2 separate regions of the Hordeum vulgare genome follow, and region 2 is linked to region 1. A link is a contact called in public Hi-C data. All regions are on one chromosome and are shown on one strand. The core of a region is the stretch at or near the end of the contact, and the rest is flanking DNA. Distances in the headings are between cores, read along the strand shown.

What was found. Hi-C and Micro-C count contacts between places; a contact is called where the count stands out from the background.
Region 2: a Hi-C map of leaf shows a contact between it and region 1, with 5 times the contacts expected there. The contact joins the promoter of LOC123443049 here to the promoter of LOC123443047 in region 1. A contact is called at or near these places in 3 of 6 Hi-C or Micro-C datasets (all in leaf).

Annotation. Positions count from the first base shown.
Region 1 is chr3H:78,692,499-78,697,792 of MorexV3_pseudomolecules_assembly, forward strand. It overlaps LOC123443047, which reads left to right and starts at 3,129. Exons shown (of 11, transcript XM_045119278.1): 1 at 3,129-3,369; 2 at 3,479-3,801; 3 at 4,074-4,404; 4 at 4,521-4,567; 5 at 4,683-4,724; 6 at 4,859-4,921. The coding sequence starts at 4,403.
Region 2 is chr3H:79,479,550-79,484,786 of MorexV3_pseudomolecules_assembly, forward strand. LOC123443049 reads right to left here and starts at 2,502. Exons shown (of 3, transcript XM_045119279.1): 1 at 1,935-2,502; 2 at 1,713-1,824. The coding sequence starts at 2,128.

The DNA of each region.
Region 1 (5,294 bases), core at 1,879-4,378:
CGGTGTGCTGGATATTCTTCCAGCATCCAGAGCGTAATATAGGAGGTTTTTACATGGGCTGGCCCAGTCCAAGATTTTTCGCTTTGTGAAACGTTTTCTATTACTTACCAGTGGCATGGTGGGTAATTTATGCAAACTTTAGGGGTAATTTCCATGACGGGCGACCAGAAACCGTATTTGCTTTATTATTACTAGCAAAATTACCCGTGCGTTGCCACGAAAGAAAAAAAACATAATCTCCAAATATGGTAACCATATTATGTTCATATATCATCGTTTGATTTTAAAATTTTATGCACAAATGCAAGAAAATGTTTCTTATTTTAAATTTATTCACAAGTTGAAGCAATCTTTACATTTCCAAAAAATATATATCATGGTAGTAAAAAATCTTGGTAACTCAAAGATTTATCTGAATTTCAAGATTTTGTTTAGCAAACATACAATAATAATTTGATCCATCCAACAGTTAATTCTTCAAAATTCACAAAGGTATATTGTCATAAAGACATAGAAACATTAATGTTTAACTACATGCATTAGATCTTTCGTGAACAATTTTACAAATATGGAAACAATTCTAAAATCCAGAACATTTTTGATAATTTAAAAACATTTACTAAAATCGTGAATATTTTTTATATTTCGAACGGGTTTAAATATTTTCTTGTGAATTGGCGACCAATTCAAGAAAAGACGAACATACTTTTTTATATTGGAGGATTTGTTTTAAATTCACAAACATTTTTTGAAACGCATGAAGTTTTTCTAAATAAACAAACATTTTTATAAATCAGTAATATATTTATTAAATTCATGGACATTGTTTTGGAATTTGCAAAAAAAATATAAAAAACCGGCGCTTTTTTTGAATCAACAAACATTTTATGTTTTCGTCAGCATTTTAATTTAAAATTCCTATTTTTTAATATGCAAAAGTTTTTGTAATTCTAAATTATATACATTAGAAATAAAATAAAATGGAACGAAAAATTTTAAATAAAAAAAGAAACTATCAAAACAGGCATTAGCTATTTTCAAAAAATTTGGACATTTTTTAAATGCATTAACATATTTTGAATTAGAAAGCATTTTGATAAATGTCTTTAATAATTTTTAATACATGGAATTGTATTTGAAATCATGGACTTTTCTTATTGTACAAACATTTTTCTAAAATTGCAAACATTTTATTGTATATGCGAGCATTTTTGACAAAACTCCGAACAGTTTTTGAAGTCACAAACATTTTACTTTTTAAATATGTTAATTTATAATTTTCAGTTTATTAAAAATTTAAAGACTATTTGAAGTTCTAAATTATTTAAAATATAAAAATAAAACTACGAAACTGAAAATAAATAACTAAACGGAACTAAAAGCAGGCGCATGTGCATGGGCCGGCCCATACGGTGTACTGGATATTCTTCCAGCATCCAGAGCGTAATATAGGAGGTTTTTACATGGGCTGGCCCAGTCCAAGAATTTTCGATTTGTGAAACGTTTTCTATTACTTACCAGTGGCATGTTAGGTAATTTATGCAAACTTTAGGGGTAATTTCCATGACGGACGACCAGAAACCGTATTTGCTTTATTATTAATAGCAAAATTACCCGTGCGTTGCCACGAAAGAAAAAAAAACATAATCTCCAATGATGGTAACCACATTATGTTCATATATCATCGTTTGATTTTAAAATTTTATGCACAAATGCAAGAAAATGTTTCTTCTTTTAAATTTATTCACAAGTTGAAGCATTCTTTACATTTCCAAAAAATATATATCATGGTAGTAAAAAATCTTGGTAACTCAAAGATTTATCTGAATTTCAAGATTTTGTTTAGCAAACATACAATAATAATTCGATCCATCCAACAGTTAATTCTTCAAAATTCACAAAGGTATATTGTCACAAAGACATAGAAACATTAATGTTTAACTACATGCATTAGATCTTTCGTGAACAATTTTACAAATATGGGAACAATTTTAAAATCGAAAACATTTTTGATAATTTAAAAACATTTACTAAAATCGTGAATATTTTTTATATTTCGAACGGGTTTAAATATTTTCTTGTGAATTGGCGACAAATTCAAGAAAAGACGAACATAGTTTTTTATATTGGAGGATTTATTTTAAATTCACAAACATTTTTTGAAACGCATGAAGTTTTTCTGAATAAACAAACATTTCTATAAATCAGTAATATATTTATTAAATTCATGGACATTGTTTTGGAATTTAAAAAAAAAATATAAAAAACCGACGCTTTTTTTGAATCAACAAACATTTTATGTTTTCGTCAGCATTTTAATTTAAAATTCCTATTTTTTAATATGCAAAAGTTTTTGTAATTCTAAATTATATACATTAGAAATAAAATAAAATGGAACGAAAAATTTTAAATAAAAAAAGAAACTATCAAAACAGGCATTAGCTATTTTCAAAAAATTTGGACATTTTTTAAATGCATTAACATATTTTGAATTAGAAAGCATTTTGATAAATGTCTTTAATAATTTTTAATACATGGAATTGTATTTGAAATCATGGACTTTTCTTATTGTACAAACATTTTTCTAAAATTGCAAATATTTTATTATATATGCGAGCATTTTTTACAAAACTCCGAACAGTTTTTGAAGTCACAAACATTTTACTTTTTAAATATGTTAATTTATAATTTTCAGTTTATTAAAAATTTAAAGATTGTTTGAAGTTCTAAATTATTTAAAATATAAAAATAAAACTATTAAACTGAAAATAAATAAATAAACGGAACTAAAAGCAGGTGCATGTGCATGGGCCGGCCCATACGATGTGCTGGATAATCTTCCAGCATGTAGAGCGTAATATAGGAGGTTTTTACATGGGCCGGCCCAGTCCAAGATTTTTCGCTTTGTAAAACGTTTTCTATTATTTACCAGTGGCATGGTGGGTAATTTATGCTAACTTTATGGGTAATTTTCATGACGGACGATCAAAAACCGTATGTGCTTTATTATTAGGGAGAGATTAGAGAGAGATTAGGAAGAGATTAGGTAAAAGTAAAGATTTTACTTTCCTTAATTAATAGTTTTTCGGCCGCACACGGAAAGCCCAATCCTCACTTGTCCCCTCCGTTCTCAAGGCCGGCCCTAAACCCCTCCCTCCCTCGATCCCTCCCTTTTGCTGCCCCCTCCACCGGCGCGATGACATCTCAAAGGAAAAGCCGCGGCGGGGGGAAGCCGGCCGGTGGGTTCGGGTTCTCCATCGCCGGCGACAAGCGCAAGCGTTTGGCGGAGTACCCCTGCGTGTCGCGCCTTCGGCAGCGGCGACTCCTGATGTTCCTCTTGAGTCACAAATTCACCCAAACCCTTCGAACGTATGTACCTTGAAAATCCCCGCTTAATTGTTCGATTGATTTGATATCTAACGCCTGCATAGCAGTGGATTTGTCTACGAGTTGCCTGATAATTCGTGCGCGCATGCAGATTCACTGGCGAGACGGATGCGTTCATGGATGCGATCCATCTGCACAAACTGGTACTCCACGGCCAGTGGAGCGAGGCCATCAAATATCTCACCCGCTTCCTGCCGTCCGATCATCCGCTGGGCGTCCACGGCCGCGCCCTCTGCCACTTTCTCCGCGTCCACAAAGCTATCGATGACATCGTCTCCGGCAAAAAGGAGGCCCTCTCCGTAACAGCAGCAGTCAGTCTGTGCTTGGACCGCTTCTTCACAAGCAGCCCTGCCCTCAGTCCCTCACTAAGCTCCGCGCCATCTTCTCGTCCCTCATCGAGTCCAAGTCACTTAGGTATCATCCCACTGACCCAATCAATTTTAATTGTTGGACGCAGATAAGCCCCGAACGTTTGGGATTTACCAATGGCAAATCAAACGTTTTTTTTTGTGTGTGGCAATTTATATACGCGAGGGATGGCAAGCTTAGTTGACAAGCATGCTTGTCAACTAAGCTTGCCATCCCCGCGTCAAATAAAGTTGCCACAAAAAAGTTCGTTTTGCCATCATTTCAGTAATTGTTTCTGTCTGAGCCTCAAATATATATGTGTCATGTCGTGAATGCAGGGATTCTGTGGACTTGATTCGCGTGAGGTGTGAGGCATCGTCGATCATGTATGATTTGGTTAGTCAGACTTCAGAGTTGAAAGACTATATGCGCCCCTGCCGCGGGTCAATGAATCCCCAGAACGTACTTCCCCTCGGATTTGGCCACGCTAGGCATGCTACTGACCCCTCCCAATTTATTGGCTCGATTCCTTACTAGCCTGTGACTGTTAGTTTGATTGCCACATCGGCTGTATTTTACTAGTTTATGTCCGAGGCGCCGCGTGAAGAAACAGGGCGGCCATGTCCCGCCGTCTGTGCTTGCCGGGCTTTATCTTCAGAAGAAGAAGATGTATGTGCATCATAAATTTTCTTTGCACGAACTGAAATGCTCTTCACTTTTACTTCTTTCTCCCAACTCTTGGTGGCACCCTAACTAATTATAGATACGTTCCATGCTTTGTGCAGGCTGCCCTCTTTGACTTCAAGTAATCACTTTCAGGAGTTAACTCGTGGTATGATACTATCATCACAGGCCTCTTGTGGCTGCCCTTGCTACCTCCTAATTATTATGCTTGTGCTCTGCTTATTAACTAACAAGTTTTTTCTCCTCTGTCTTATCAATGCCAGAAGCTTCAGTTAAGGCTAAGGAATGGCTGGTGGAACTTGTTGGTAAAGAACTACTCTCTTTTCTAGCTCTATTTGTTGTTTTAACTTATATTATATATGTCAGACTGTATTTATGCCCAACTTCTTGTTGATTAGGATTAGCACAACAACAACTGATAAAGTTACGTGATCTTCAGGTAGAAGTGTGGAAGCTGGTAAGCCGCGTCAAGCTGATCCAGTCCAATCAACATCTAGCAAAGGTAACTTCGAACCTCCTTTCATCTTATAAACCTTTAGTGTTGTCCCGTTTGAAGAAAACAGCAAGTTTAGTGTCATTTCCAAAGAAAAACGTTTGGTTTATGCAATAAGGTATCTTTGCCGGCAGTAAATTGTTCTTGAAGTGCTCGTGTGCTACGCCTGCATAGTACTACCTCTGTCCCTACTGCCAAAGCGTATTATATTTAGAAACAGAGGGTGTAGTTTTGAAGCCACACCTCTAGCCATGTAGCTTATTTCTCTGCAAAATTAGAATGGACTAGCTCAACGATGATGATTGTGCTATCACATTTTTTTTTCAACAGGTGCTGTGCTTTATCATATTGTTTTTGTTATTGCTGCTTTTAATACAGTCTT
Region 2 (5,237 bases), core at 1,252-3,751, 790 kb after region 1:
AAGATATCCACGTTAGGTCTATCCTCTCGCAAACCGGCCATCACATTCAGGCCACATGCATGTAATCTAGCTCGAAATTATAAGCACACGGCACTATATATATCACGAAGGCGTTTGCTAGTGCTAGACTAGACAGACGCTATACGCGCATGTGACCGTGTCACTGGCCAACTCACGCATGCGTCCACCGTGTCGCCCTCCATCTCCATCCATCACGTTCGTGTGCTCACGGGGAGAATCCGTATCGAGTCCGGTTGGAGAATCGCTTTCGAGTGTGCATGTGCATGGAGACAGAAGGAAAATTGTGCAGCCACAATACGGTGTAGACGGGCAAGACACAGTCTAGCTGGTACCGTAATACTCCCTCCGTTCTTAAATATAAAATCTTTGTAGAGATTTTATTATGACGTACATACGAAACAAAGGAAATAAATATATACTTTAATATATGTTTATATACATCCACATGTAGTTCGTATTAAAAACCTCTAAAACAACTTATATTTATAAATGGGGGGAGTATTCGCTATCGGCGCACGACAAGATCGAACAGAGCCAGGTACTGGTACCGCTCGTCCGCTCCACTACCGCAGGTGTCGTGATCAACGTGGGTGCAACTGCGATCTGCTTCCTGTGGTGGTGGAGGCATCACAACGGTACGGTGTACGCTGTGCATGTACCAGGCCAAGACTTTATTTTATGTGGTTGTTGTTGCGAGATCAAGGGTGGACATGCATGCGTGCGGCGTGCATGCATGCACGGTGATGGCGCGGCATGATCGTGCATGTGGGTGCATTCCTCTCATGACCTGATTTTCAATTCCAGATCTCCAATGAACCAATATATATACCACGTACTCCACTATGTAGTACTCCCTCCGTAAAGAAATACTATAAGAGAGGAGTAACCATGTTCTGGTGTTGCGTTTGTCAAGTGTAGTTTAGCTGGAACCATCCCTGGATCGAGATCTGTTTGGACGTACGCATCCAAGATGAGTGGAACAGCGTGTTTCACATCCACCTTGGAAGTTACGGTAGGAAGCTAGTGTACTCTAGCTAGTACACCTGTTGATCTGATCTACATGGAAAAAATCTACTCCGGTTGCCATTGACCAAGAACAATCAACTAGCTAGAGCAATGATCATTATTAGTTACTCCATAGCGACTAGCTATACATATATATACACGATGCTGATTGGATCTCGGCTGTCGTTTCTCTACCTGGCGTACGACGGTACGAGGTGGATGAGACCGGTCGAGGCCACTTGCGCCTCCGCGCGTGGCAAGCAAATCCTGAAGGTGGAGGCAGAGAAATCGATCTCTGTGGCATGGACGATGGAGCCGGGAACGCCTAGCTGTACTACTTTGGCCAAGTGCAGCCAATAGCTGACAATCAACCAACTGAAATTCCAGCCAATAGCTGTTTTGTACACACGTATGTGGAGTTGGCATGCACTCGCACGTGATTTCAGTTACTCCAGATTCATCGAGCAGCATGTGCGGCTGTCTAGTTTTTGAACCGATCTGTTTCTGGAAGAATCGTTTAATTACTATTCTAGTCACAAGTCAGAGCAAGCTAGCTGAGAAACAGGCCAAGGTGTGGGCAATGGTGCAATGCAATGCCACTCTCTATTTTTTTTTTTTTTGAGTGAGTAACTATGGGCACAAGTGGGGGCAATGGTAGTGGTTGATTGATGAGATTGGTAATATACCGTGGTGAAGGAGATGTGATTGTCCTTGGGGTTGATCTCCGTCTTCCTTGGCGGCAAGCTCTCCGGGTCCTCCGCCTGCAGCAGATGCACGCCGATCCCGAAGTTGAAGAGCCTGAAAACCGGCAACCATGTCATCATATGTGGGCTAAGAAATACTCCTGGTACAATATTAGTGCTAGGCCGCATCGCCGGTGCGCCGCCGGACGATCGTATCGTACGTACCATGCGCCGTCGAAGTCGAAGGAGCCCGGGCGGCGGATCTGGATGAAGCCGAGGACGTCGCGGTAGAAGCCGAGCGAGCTCTCCAGCGACCGGCACACCACCGAGATGTGGTTCAGCGACGCCAGCGGCAGAGCCCCGCGACCGCCCTGCGCCGCCGCCGCCTTGTTCACGCCCGCCGACGCCGTGTTCACCATCCTCTCGATCGTGCCTAAAAGCCTTTCCGCCTTCTTCCTGCTAGAGTGTTGTTCTTTTCCGAGGACCGCGCCAACCCACCTGCCGTGTATACCTAGAGCAGCAGGCCGCCTGCACAGTCGTCGTCCCAGCACGAGGGCAAACTCCGTGCGTACGTGACACTACCCGCCGGTTAGCCGCAGGCTCGAGTCGGTACGCGCGTACGTGCGGTGGCGATGAAATGGACACGGCGGAGATTGCCGGCCGGCCGACGTACGTGCGCTGGCTACACACTGCCGGACGCTACGTACGCGCTGCCGGAAAATCGGCTGAGATGCGGGCGAGAGAGGTGGATGGAAGGAAGCTAGTTGGTGTGGGTGTGAGCTGCAAGAGAGCTCGAGGGCCGTTTATATAGAGGGTATGGAGAACTCGCACATGCACCGACAGCTAGGTAGGTGGCTGAAAAGTGTGTGACCATCCCTCGCTCTGATAAACGGCCCAACTATATGAACCAAGGAGCGATCGAACTCCGTATACGCGCGCCGCGGCGCGGATAAAATGCCAGCAGAAACGCTGCACTGCACTCTCCGAACGAAAGGGAGCCAAGAAAGGCAAAAACAGATGATGATGGTTATGAATTTATGATGATGATGTATCAGGCTGTTGTGTGTGCATCATTGCGTCGTGCTCCCCGTTTATAGCTAATTACGCGTTGCCCAGTTGTGTTGTCCTTTTTTCCTTTTCATGATAACCCCACCACCTCGGTACCAAACAAATATTCTCATATTTATTGCTTTTGCTCAACAACAACAACAACAACAACAAACATCTAATCTTCGCACTGAGATTCACCAAAACCGTTTGTGGAAATAGAGGTGCGAACACATACATTACACGGAAAATTGACCCAGCAATGAGTTCCACTCTAACTGACCTACTTGAGCAAGATCGCCTAGTTAATTTCAAGCCAACAAGCCAACAATCAGAGAGCGTTTTTAATTGTTTTCTCTATTTGTGCTTATTGTGTCCTAGAGGTATATATGTGATGGTGGTGGCAATGTCAAGTGGAATAAAAGTCCCACCTCTCAAACCCTATCTTTTCGTGACTGGTACCAAAGAACATGTGGTGTGTTTGGACTATAAATCAATGGCTCCTAATTCGGCAGAGATTGTCATCCAATGCTTCGGCCTAATTAATTTGGCCGTGGTCGATGAACTTTATGCACTGAATTTCCGGTTTCGTTCCTATGTTTGGTCATGGCATTGTTCTTCGATTGTATCGTGGCGAAGAATTAGTGATTCGACTTACACTGCAAGAAGTTTGTTCGTGGCTACAACGCGTCTAGCAGCCTAGTTTTCTTGTCCATTGGAGGTGAACAATGAATGCAGCTATTTTAAAACTTTACGATTAATCCAACTTATGTATATTTGGTCTTCCACGCTTTTCTCACTGGGAATGTGAAAGGAAAAAATCGAGATGTAAAAGGTGAAGCTAAGAGGACAACCCCGGACTATCTTTGATGTAACATTTTGTTTCATCCAAAGCATTTATTGTTTGTGTTTGTTTCACCGTCCAAAATCTTATTTTCATTGTTTGAAATATATAATCTATAAAATCTGCTGGTACTTCGAAACCATTACATCAACTGTATGCTCCCACGCGCCACACGTAGTAAGTGTGTGTGCAGATATGTGCATAAATATAAGGGCAACCACATATATATTCTATATATACTTCCATTGCAGAAAAGAACAGCCATATATTTCTGCACAAAGAACAACTTTATATGTGTGTGTCAGTCAGTCAGTGTGTGTATTTGAAGCACACGCTGGCCGGGATAGGATAGCATATCGCTATCATGTCGGACCCATCTGTGTCCCCCAGGGTTTGGCCATCGACAGCGCACGTTTTTGTCGAGGGGCTATCCGTGTATCTATGTACATGAAGTAGGAGCAAGCAATCAAGCATGTGGAGGTCTTATCGAGTGTGCCTAGCTGCCCCGTCAGTTCACTCCATGGCTGCCAACCCATAGAGCTCCAGCAATGGCTAGTTGCCTACTTGCACTTGAGACCTGAGATTCAATCAATCACTCTACAGCTGTTTGAGCTATATGGAGTTTAGGCCCAAATGTCCCAAAAAGTAGCTTTTTGAGAAAGCAACAAACAGCGTATGGATTTTATCATGTCTAGCTTATAAAATATGCAGTTGTTATTTGGTGACAAGAAAATGTTGGTCCCCTTTCCCTTGCCAACCCTCACATTCCCATATTTTTATCAGCTGATTCTATAAAAACTTCATCCGTCTCAAAATAAATGTCGTTGTTTTAGTATCAAATTTATACTAACCTAATACTAAATTTACGACACATATTTTAAGACGGATGGAGTATAAAATAACACCACGAATCCACCGTATAGGACGAACTGAGCATATCACATATGGTTAGGTTCCTTATGGTGGGAACAACACACGGGAGTTTGAAGTCATAGATGTGGCACTAGCGGTCACATTTTTCACACATTCAACAGATATTTGTTTAGTGGAAGAAGACTTTTCCGTCAACTATGAAATCTTGCATGGCGACGTCTTCAATCTCAAAATGTTGCGCCCACACGATATCTTGAAGGCGCTCATACGGTACAGTGTACGTAAATTTATAAAATTAAGTGTATGTATATATATGAGTATTCACGAGTATTGTATTAAAGAAAAGTTCAAGGCGTATGGAGAGTTGTTCCTGGAGTTTTACGAAAAGACTTTGGTGGTCCTTCCAGGCTCCTTCGAGGTCCTTCCATCATTCGCGATGGAAGCGTGTGCACATTTTTCAATAGTTTCATAAGCACTGAAAAAAAATAGTTTTGCTAAGTCCCCGTCGACTGAAATTTTACTATGTCACAATCGATACTATTATCAATTGATCTTGTATGAAGATTCATATATTTTCTTTTTTTTCTTTTACATACTACTTCCTTCGTTTTAAAATAAGTGATTCAAAAATAAATTAGTTTTGTATCAACTTTAGTACAAAGTTGAATCATTTATTTTGAAACGGAGGTAGCATATCACTTGGTTAAGTCTCAATCCACCGAGACCTAGTCACATTCAGAAAAAAGAAAAAGAAAACAATGAAA